3 separate regions of the Mus musculus genome follow, and regions 1 and 2 are each linked to region 3. Evidence: chromatin contacts called from public Hi-C and promoter capture Hi-C data. All regions are on one chromosome and are shown on one strand. The core of a region is the stretch at or near the end of the contact, and the rest is flanking DNA. Distances in the headings are between cores, read along the strand shown.

Region 1 (2,772 bases), core at 77-2,576, 130 kb before region 3:
GTGTCATTATAACCAAGAGATTGAGGCGCCCTATGTAGTTTAAGATCTTGTTACTCGTGATACATGTGTGTGTGCATATGTGTGTGTGTGTGTGTGTGTGTGTGCAAGGGGGGTATTTTAATTGGGAGAGATACATGTGAAGGGATGTACCAGTGTGTTCATGGGCAGGGGTGTGTCTTTGTACATGTAAGATGTCACTGTGTATTGAACGCTGGTGATCCTGTATAGAGTGTGTGCATATGTAGAGGGTAACCTGTGTGTGTATGTACACGAGCAGAGGTATATATATGTGTGTGTAGGCTGTATGTCTGTGTGTGTATGTGTGCCTGCACTCTATGTATTAAGGTACTGTGAAGCCTTGGACACCCAGGTAGCCTGCGACAGACTGGCCGCCATTGAGAGGAGGAGCCCGACTCAGACCCAGTCCGTAGTGCAGACCCCTGGCCTTACTGTGGCTTCCTGAACTCTTTATGGGAGCATAGTTTTCCTGACAGAGCCCACTCTGGGTTAATTAAAGCTGCTGCCTCTGTGCCCAGCTTACAGCTGTGCTTGGCTCCTGGGCCTGGCCTGCACCAGCCAGTTCCCTTCATTTCTCTGTCTCTACTTTTGTGACTGTGCTAGTTCAAATCCTTCCTCTGCAGATACCCACCACCCAGCAGCAGCTCAGAAAGCCCTAGCTGATAGCTAGAACGAATCCTTCTGGCCTTGAACTCATGGCAGTCCTCCTGCCTCTGCCTTGAAAGTGCTAAGATTATAGGCCTGAGTCACCACAGCTGACTTAAGAAAAATATTCACTCGCTCACTCACTCACTCGCTCATTTATTTATTGGTTTTGGTTTTTGTCTTCTCAAGACAGGGTTTCTCTATGTAACAGCCCAGCTGTCCTGGAACTCACCAGACTAACTTCAAACTCACAGAGACCTGCCTGCCTCTGCATTCCCAAGTATTTTAGTTAGTTAGTTAGTTAGTTAGGTTTTTGGTTGTTTTGTTTTGTTTTTGTTTTTGTTTTTTGAGACAGGGTTTCTCTGTGTAGCCTTGGCTGTACTGAAACTCACTCTGTAGACCAGGCTGGCTTCCAGTTCAAGGATCTGCCTGTCTCTGCCTCCCAAGTGCTGGGACTAAGGGCGTGTGCCACCATACCTGGCTTAAAAACTTTAAAAAAGAAAATCCTAGTCTTCTAATGTATGTCGCTACTGGAGATGACTGGCTGACCTGACCTGTACAGGTCCTCTCCGGAAGCTTTACCAGGCGAGGGTGGCGGCCGTGGGTGTCGAGAGCCTCATTATGAACTGACTCATGCTGGCATCACTGGGTTAGAGTTCACTGAGGGAGTGCAGCGTGGTGCTGTTGATCCTGTGACCTTTGGAGAAGGAGGCTTCTTGTTTACACAGAGGTTGAAACCGTGTCACTCTCCACTGAAATTCCGAGGTCTCACTGCTTACTGTGGGTCTCAGCGCCCTGCAGTGACCCAGCGAGGCCAGGGTACCCTTCTCCAGTTCATCTCATGCAGCCACCCTCTCATGTCACTGCCATCTGTCACAGCACTTGGTGCTGGCAGTCCCTGACTTGCCTTAAGTGGAAGTCACATCTGTTCTCCACCTGTCTGGTCTAAAGGGCACTGTTGGTGTCCCATGGCGAGGCTTGGTAACCTGGCCAGCCTGACTCACTGCATTGTTGCGTGGTAAAGCGGGCGTCCCTGTAAAGATGGCAGGCGTCCAGAGGAAGCTCGTAGTGTTTACTGCAGTGGTTACTGTGCCTTTGGTTCTATGAGAGACCTGTGTTAAGTTGGCTTGTTTACATTTTGTACAGACAGCATGTGGCCCTCTGCAGTAAGCATAGGCTTCTGCAGGGACACTCTGGCCTGTGCCTTCTGGGAACTTGTGTGAGTGAGTGTGTGTGTGTGTGTGTGTGTGTGTGTGTGTGTGTATGCATGTGTCTACAAGTATGTGTGCATGCCTGCATGTCTGCGTGTGTGCATGCACGTGTGTGTGTGTGTGGTATATGAAGTGTTCGTAGCATGTACACACACATAGAAGTACATCTACACTGAGATCAGAGGAGATGTTGAATCAGGGTCTCACACTGAATCTAGAGAGCTAAGCTGATGGCCAGTAAGCCCACGTGATCCTCATGTCTCTGTCCCCCACCTACTGCTCCACCCATGGCTGGGCTGGTGTGCATGTGGCCACATCCAGCATTATGTGTAGAGGCTTACGATCTGCTCTCAGCTCCTCCCACCTGAACAACACTGAGGGAACCTTCTGAGCTCACTGTCCAAGCTTTCAGACACAGCTGAGTCTGGAGAAGATCCTGCAGTCAGACTGTGCTGCACTGGGAGGAACTGAGTGCAGAGACGCCCTGGGGTGGACACAGTGAGCTCTTTCTCTGCTTCTAGTCAGAAACCTAGGCTGTAATTCAATCCCCACCCCCTTCTTTAAACATACATTTTATTTTTGTTTTATTATTTATCTATACTGGGGACTGGGAATCCACCCCAGGCTTTCTGCATGCGAAGCAGATAGTATACTACTTAGGGATAAGACATTATACCTCCTGCTCCTGTTATTTTGTTTTAAGGTCAACCTGCTGTGCCTATGGGTGTAATGAGGTCAAGAATATTGCAATTATATCCTAATGGTAGTTCCAGGATTAGATAGCTCCTGCGTTACTTAAACAAATAAGGCAACTTCCTGTTCACTCCTATTTTTCCTTTCCATGGAGCTGACTGAAAATGACTTTGGAAATTATTTTCTCTTCCCAGCTCATCCAGTT
Region 2 (2,786 bases), core at 66-2,565, 69 kb after region 3:
AGAGATGGCTCAGCAGGTAAGATCACCGACTGCTCTTCCAGAGGTCCTGAGTTCAAATCCCATCAACCACATGGTGGCTCACAACCATCCGTAATGAGATCTGACGCCCTCTTCTGGTGTGTCTGAAGACAGCTACAGTGTATTTACATATAACAATAACTAAATCTTTGGGCCAAAGCGAGTGGGGCTGGAGCAAGCAGAGGTCCCAGCAATCACATGATGGCTCACAACCATCTGTACAGCGACAGTGTAGTCATATACATAAAATAAATCTTAAAAAAAAAAAAGACAGCCAAAAGACTGGAGAGATGGCCCAGTTAGTAAAGTGTTTGCTGTGTAAACTCAAGGGCCCCAAGTTTGATGCCCAGAACTCACATCAAAAGGCAGGCATGGTGGCCAGAGCTTAAAATCCCAGCACTGGAGAGGTGCTGGGTCCCTGGACTCTCTAGTCAGCTAGCTCACTAACCGGTGATCTCTAGGCTAAGGAGAGAGCCTGTCTCAAACAGTAAGGTGGGAAATACTCAAACACATGATCATACACACACACACACACACACACACACACACACACAGAGAGAGAGAGAGAGAGAGATGATGGGTGGATGGATAGATAGATAGAGGAATCAAGCTCTCGTATCTCCTTCTTATTCCCTCCTCCCAAGTGGCTGTGTTGAGCTTGGGGCTCAGGGGCTTAGGTTGAGGTTCTCATGAGGAAGAGGATGCTCTCAAGGCAGAAGTTATGAACAGTGCTGAACCACGCTGGTTCCCCACAAGGAGTCAGAGCGGCCAGAGACAATGATGGCACCTCCCCAGGTGACAAACAGTCTCCAAGCATCTCCATTCATGTTTGCTCTCAATTGAGACCCAGAAAGCGAAGAGGGAGCTTTGCCCGGATACTGTAGGACCACATCCCTGCCCTCCCTAGGTCCTCAGCAGCTTGGGTGCCCTTTACCCCCAACGTCTTAGGGTCCCCTCCACACCCAGGACCGAGGACCCTTGGAGAACGTTCACTTTCGCCAGGCCACCGACCTGCCTTTCAACTCAACCACCCACACACCTGACAGGCAGGGCCCAGCTTTGGAGATAAATGCCTGCCGGCTGCAGCCACTCCACTCACATACAGAACAGCTCCAGTCCCATCCACCTTGATGCTCTCAGGTAGACCACGGAGACACAGCAAGGACACCACAGTCTTCTGGCTTTGCCTCATTCGCCGAATGGAAGCTCTAAGGCCAGTGTGTTTGAGAGAGAGTTGTCTGGTCAATTACGGTCTCTGAGTCGGGCCTGCGTGGGCACACATGCCCTCTGGTTAGAAGATTAACCAGCCAGTGCGCCCTACAAGGTGGCCCTGCTGAGGCAAACTTTCAAGACCAACCGGAAATGTCCTATCTGCGTTTGGAACAAGAATGCCAGAGATATCTACACACGGCCGTCTAATGGGTCCCTGTGGCTGGTAGGTGAAACCTCATCTCTCCTACCCACTGCTCTGTGTCAGCCTTTTCTGACCTCCCTGCTCTGGCTCTGTTGACTATTGGTCACCAGACTCCTTTGCCGCAGCTGCTGGCCACAGGGACGCATCCCCCGAGCCGTCCACCTGATGGTTGGCCCCATGTGGCTGTGGACTTTTTCCTTGTTGAGCAATTTGCTTTCCCAATCCTGATGAGGGCTGTGAGGGAATTCTGGGAAAGGAGCGACTTCTCTTTCAGGCCATTTTTGCTATAATGGCTGAGGGATGACTCTGTTGCAGTCTGTAGGTAGGAAATGACGCTGAGTAGGTCAAGGGTCGTAGCACTGAATGAGGGATGGTGTAACAGGAGTCGAAGATAAGAGTCAAAAGGAGAAGACAGTCTTCTCAGTAGGTAGGAGATGGCGGCCTGGAGACCTCAAAGTGGCACAGGGACCTGTCCTGGCCGGGAATGCCTGCAGGTCCGTCAGGTGTCTGGAGTGTGATTTTTGGGATGCCAGGGTGTGCTGAGAACCACTGAGTTGTCTTTCTGTTGATTTCATTTGCCCTCTATGCCACTGAACCAAGGTGTCCCATGGCACTCTGCAGTCACGGGAACTTCAGAGGGGACGCTGTAGAAAACTATGTTGGCAGGTGGCCCTGGGCATGGTTGTGCAGAAAGGAAAGGGGTCTCACAATCTTCTTCATGAGAATGTCTCTCAACAAAACCCCTCTCATCAAGCCCTGCCTATCAGCTCCTGGTGGTGCCACCCTGAGAACCAAGGCTTGGCGTGTGGAGACGGCTGGTCCTCGGTGTGGCAAGGTTTTGCCACATATTTTATATATAAATATGAAAGAAGAGATCCAAAAGCATTGAGTTGACAGTAGCTAGGTGTCCGTACCCATGCTCATGAGGAAGGTGTTCTAGGCATACTGTGCCCTCTGTTATGAATGGAAACACCCTCCTCCCATCTGCTCTTCCTGTGGCCAAGAGCCAAATGGAGAACCTGGGAGAATGGGCCACGTTAGGGCTTAAGGTCGTGACTGTGAACTTCTGGCAGTGACCTTGTCTTAGTAAGGGTTTCTATTCCTGCACAAACATCATGACCAAGAAGCAAGTTGGGGAGGAAAGGGTTTATTCGGCTTACACTTCCATGTTGCTGTTCATCACCAAGGAAGTCAGGACTGGAACTCAAGCAGGTTAGGCAGTAGGAGCTGATGCAGAGGCCATGGAGGGATGTTTCTTACTGGCTTGCTTCCCCTGGCTTGCTCAGTTTGCTTTCTTATGGACTACCAGCCCAGTGATGGCGCCACCCACCATGGGCCTTCCACCCTTGGATCA
Region 3 (2,732 bases), core at 141-2,640:
GAACCAAACCCTCCAAAATAAAAAGGGCCTGCTTGATGTGGGTAAAGAGTATCCCTGATGCCTGTGCAGATTATCGGCTAGTTTTCGAAAACCAATAGTTTGTTAACTAAAGCTGTATATTAATGTACATCCTCTGACCCTGTTCCCACTCTGGGTGTATTCTCAGGAGAAATTAAGGTAGTTGCATAGCTTGAGGTCTGCATATTGATAGTCATTTCTCTCTCTCACTGACACAGATGTAGGCCAGATTAGACCAGATTAAAAGTAGATAAAGGCAGGTTTATTAGGAGGCAGCTCTCAGGTGGGTTCACTGATCTTACAGGTGGAGGTCACACATTCAGGATAAAGCAAAGGGGATTTATAGCACCTAGGCAAGGCACGATGATGACATGCCAGCAAGGAGCTGGGGTTGTGTCCGTACATGGTCAAAAACTGAACCCCTGGGCGGGAACTCTCGGGTGGGTTGCTGGGAACTGATGACATGAACTAGAGTTTTCTCCAAGCAGACAATGTGTGTACACGTATGTGTATGTGTGCTGTGTGTGGTCGTGTGTCTGTGAGTACAGGACTGGGAATGAGGGCACACGGGGTTTCCCAGCTTGTGCAAGGGATGGGCAGGGGTTCCAGCCTAAGGTGTGATGATAAAAAGATTAGGAAGAGTCAAAAAATGTTGCACTGGGAAGGAAGATGAGTTGTCGTCTGGGCATCAGCGTGTAGTTTTATAAAAGGATGTCCTGGAGGGGGTCAAAGTAAAACTCCAGGAATTGAGTGGGAGTGAGTCGCATTGCGATTGCTGTCTGTAATACTCACCTGCCAGACTTAAATATGAAAATCCAGTTTGGGAATTTTTGGCCTTCCTTCTCCTCTTCCTCCTCCTCTTTCTTCTTATTTTCCTCTTCTTCCTTCTTTCTTCTTTCTCTTCCTCCCTCCTCCTTTCTTTTTCTTTTTCTTTTTTTTTTTTTTTTTCCTTTCTCTATGTAGCCCCTGCTGCTCTGGAACTTGCTCTGTAGACCACACTGGCCTTGGAAAACATGGAAATCTGCCTCTGCCTCCCACGTGCTAGGATTAAAGGCAGGCCCCACCATTGCACAACAGAAGATCCCTTTTTAAAAAAAAGCTTTATTTTAAATTCTGAGTGTCACATTGACTTTAAAATCTGATGTTGGCAGGGCATGCTGGCACATGCCCTTAATCCCAGCACTCGGGAGGCTGAGGTGGGCAGATCTCTGTGAGTTTGAGGCTAATCGTTCTACATAGTACTTCTTGAGTAACTAGGACTATGTAGAAAGACCTGTCTCAAAAGCACTTTACATGGCAGCAGCAGCCACGAATCTGTGAGTGATTAGCAAGGAGCCTCTGGCCTCTCAGAAGTTGATAGCCAGCAGAGGACCTGGTGTCCTGCCCTTCTGGTTGCATCATACATATTAGACAAGTGCAGTGTAGCTGACCTTACCTCTAGGCCACTCCGTCCCTTTTCTTTTGTTTCTGCTCACTCCTTACCTTCTAGATAAGTCTAGGAGCTTACAGTGGCCTTTATAGAAAAGAAGATTAGTATAAGAAAAGTAGCATGCTTGAATGGAGATTTTTCCATTCTCATATTCTTTTAATCATTACTAGAGTTCGTTGTTTTATCTTTACCTTTTAAAAATTGACCTTGAATTGATATTTTCTTTTTTCTTGAATTAATGTTATAATTTTTTTTTAAAGGCTTACGATACTAGCACTAGGAGAAAAGCTGAATGATTATTGGAATGAAATGAAAGTGAAAAAAAATGCAGAATATCCTGTAAACTTGCCAGTCGAAGACATACAGTAAGTACTGAGCACTGAATTTTGACATACCGTTAGAGATGATGGTGCTGCTGTGGCCTTCCACAAGCTCAATGTCATGCTAAAAAGTGAATCCACACACTCCAAATTAGTGAGTTGATGTTTGTTAATATCATTTATTTCATCTTGTTTTGTTTTTTATTTAATGTGTATGGGTGTTTGCCACTCTGCACTACCTGTGTGCCTGTTGCTTGCAGAAACTAGACAAGGGCATTGGGTGTCCTTGCACTATTGAAGAGGCAGCAGTAACCAAGGTGCTGGCCCTGTGCCTTTATAAACATGAAAAACTGCCAGCAAAAGTTAATTCAGAGATCTCAGGAAACCAGGGTTGTTAGCTTTACTTCTTGCATTGTAAACTTTGAGTTCATTAGAGGTTTTGTGTTAATAAGGCCTTGTTTATACAGAGCACCTCTTAAGTTTTACCCTGGGTCCACTGTTAAGCAAGCCTCTGAGGTGTAGTCCAGCTCTTGTTTTGTGTGGTTTGCAGGAAAGTCTCAGTAAGTTTTCTCTGGGTCTGAGCTTGAACTCCTGCCTTTGCCTCCCGAGTGCCTTGCCCATAACTGTTCTAAAACTGCACTGAGAACATTACTCAGGAGGGAAGAGAGACATAGCTCAGCCAAAAGGTGCTCTCTAGCAAGTGTGAGGACTCTAGAATCCAGGTGAGATGCTGGGCATGGGGTCATGCACTTGTAATCCCTGCTTGGGCTGGCTGCTCAGTCAGCCTTGCCTGTGTGGTGACTTCTAGGCCAGTGAGAGAACCTGCCTCAAGAAACATAGTGTATAGTGTTGTTAAAGAAAGACTCTGGAGGCTAACCTCTGGCCTTCATAAGCACAAGTATACATGCATGCAAACATACGAAGACAAAGAATTACTTTGTCAACCATATACCTTTGATTCCAGT

What was found. A called contact is a pair of places that touch in the nucleus more often than the background predicts. Capture Hi-C pulls out chosen DNA fragments and counts their contacts.
Region 1: a promoter capture Hi-C map of liver shows a contact between it and region 3. The contact joins two enhancer-like sites. A contact is called at or near these places in 1 of 15 datasets of contacts at CTCF or cohesin (large pre-B cells), 4 of 484 Hi-C or Micro-C datasets (bone marrow-derived macrophages, epidermal suprabasal cells and liver), 2 of 115 datasets of contacts at active chromatin or transcription factors (embryonic stem cells and hepatocytes) and 4 of 9 other capture datasets (adipose tissue, embryonic stem cells, liver and 1 more).
Region 2: a Hi-C map of liver shows a contact between it and region 3, with 1.9 times the contacts expected there. The contact joins the promoter of Cldn14 here to the enhancer-like site in region 3. A contact is called at or near these places in 1 of 484 Hi-C or Micro-C datasets (liver), 1 of 115 datasets of contacts at active chromatin or transcription factors (embryonic stem cells) and 2 of 9 other capture datasets (adipose tissue and pancreatic islet).

The regions. Positions count from the first base shown.
Region 1 is chr16:93,731,760-93,734,531 of GRCm38.p6, forward strand. The region is part of intron 2 of Dop1b (DOP1 leucine zipper like protein B); the gene reads left to right. Among named protein-coding and RNA genes, the nearest start is that of Dop1b, 21 kb to the left of the region's middle. Within about 2 kb of position 1,327, at least 63 of the 459 cell types and tissues checked have an H3K27ac peak or open chromatin away from gene starts, as enhancers often do. A contact at or near this core is called in hepatocytes and liver, where this site is marked.
Region 2 is chr16:93,928,252-93,931,037 of GRCm38.p6, forward strand. It overlaps Cldn14 (claudin 14), which reads right to left and starts at 1,316. Exons shown (of 2, transcript NM_001165925.1): 1 at 1,058-1,316. Gm31012 (a long non-coding RNA gene) reads left to right here and starts at 1,091. Exons shown (of 2, transcript XR_385072.3): 1 at 1,091-1,453.
Region 3 is chr16:93,858,786-93,861,517 of GRCm38.p6, forward strand. It overlaps Morc3 (microrchidia 3), which reads left to right. Exons shown (of 17, transcript NM_001045529.3): 10 at 1,708-1,812. Among named protein-coding and RNA genes, the nearest start is that of Chaf1b, 24 kb to the right of the region's middle. Within about 2 kb of position 1,391, at least 11 of the 459 cell types and tissues checked have an H3K27ac peak or open chromatin away from gene starts, as enhancers often do. A contact at or near this core is called in hepatocytes and liver, where this site is marked.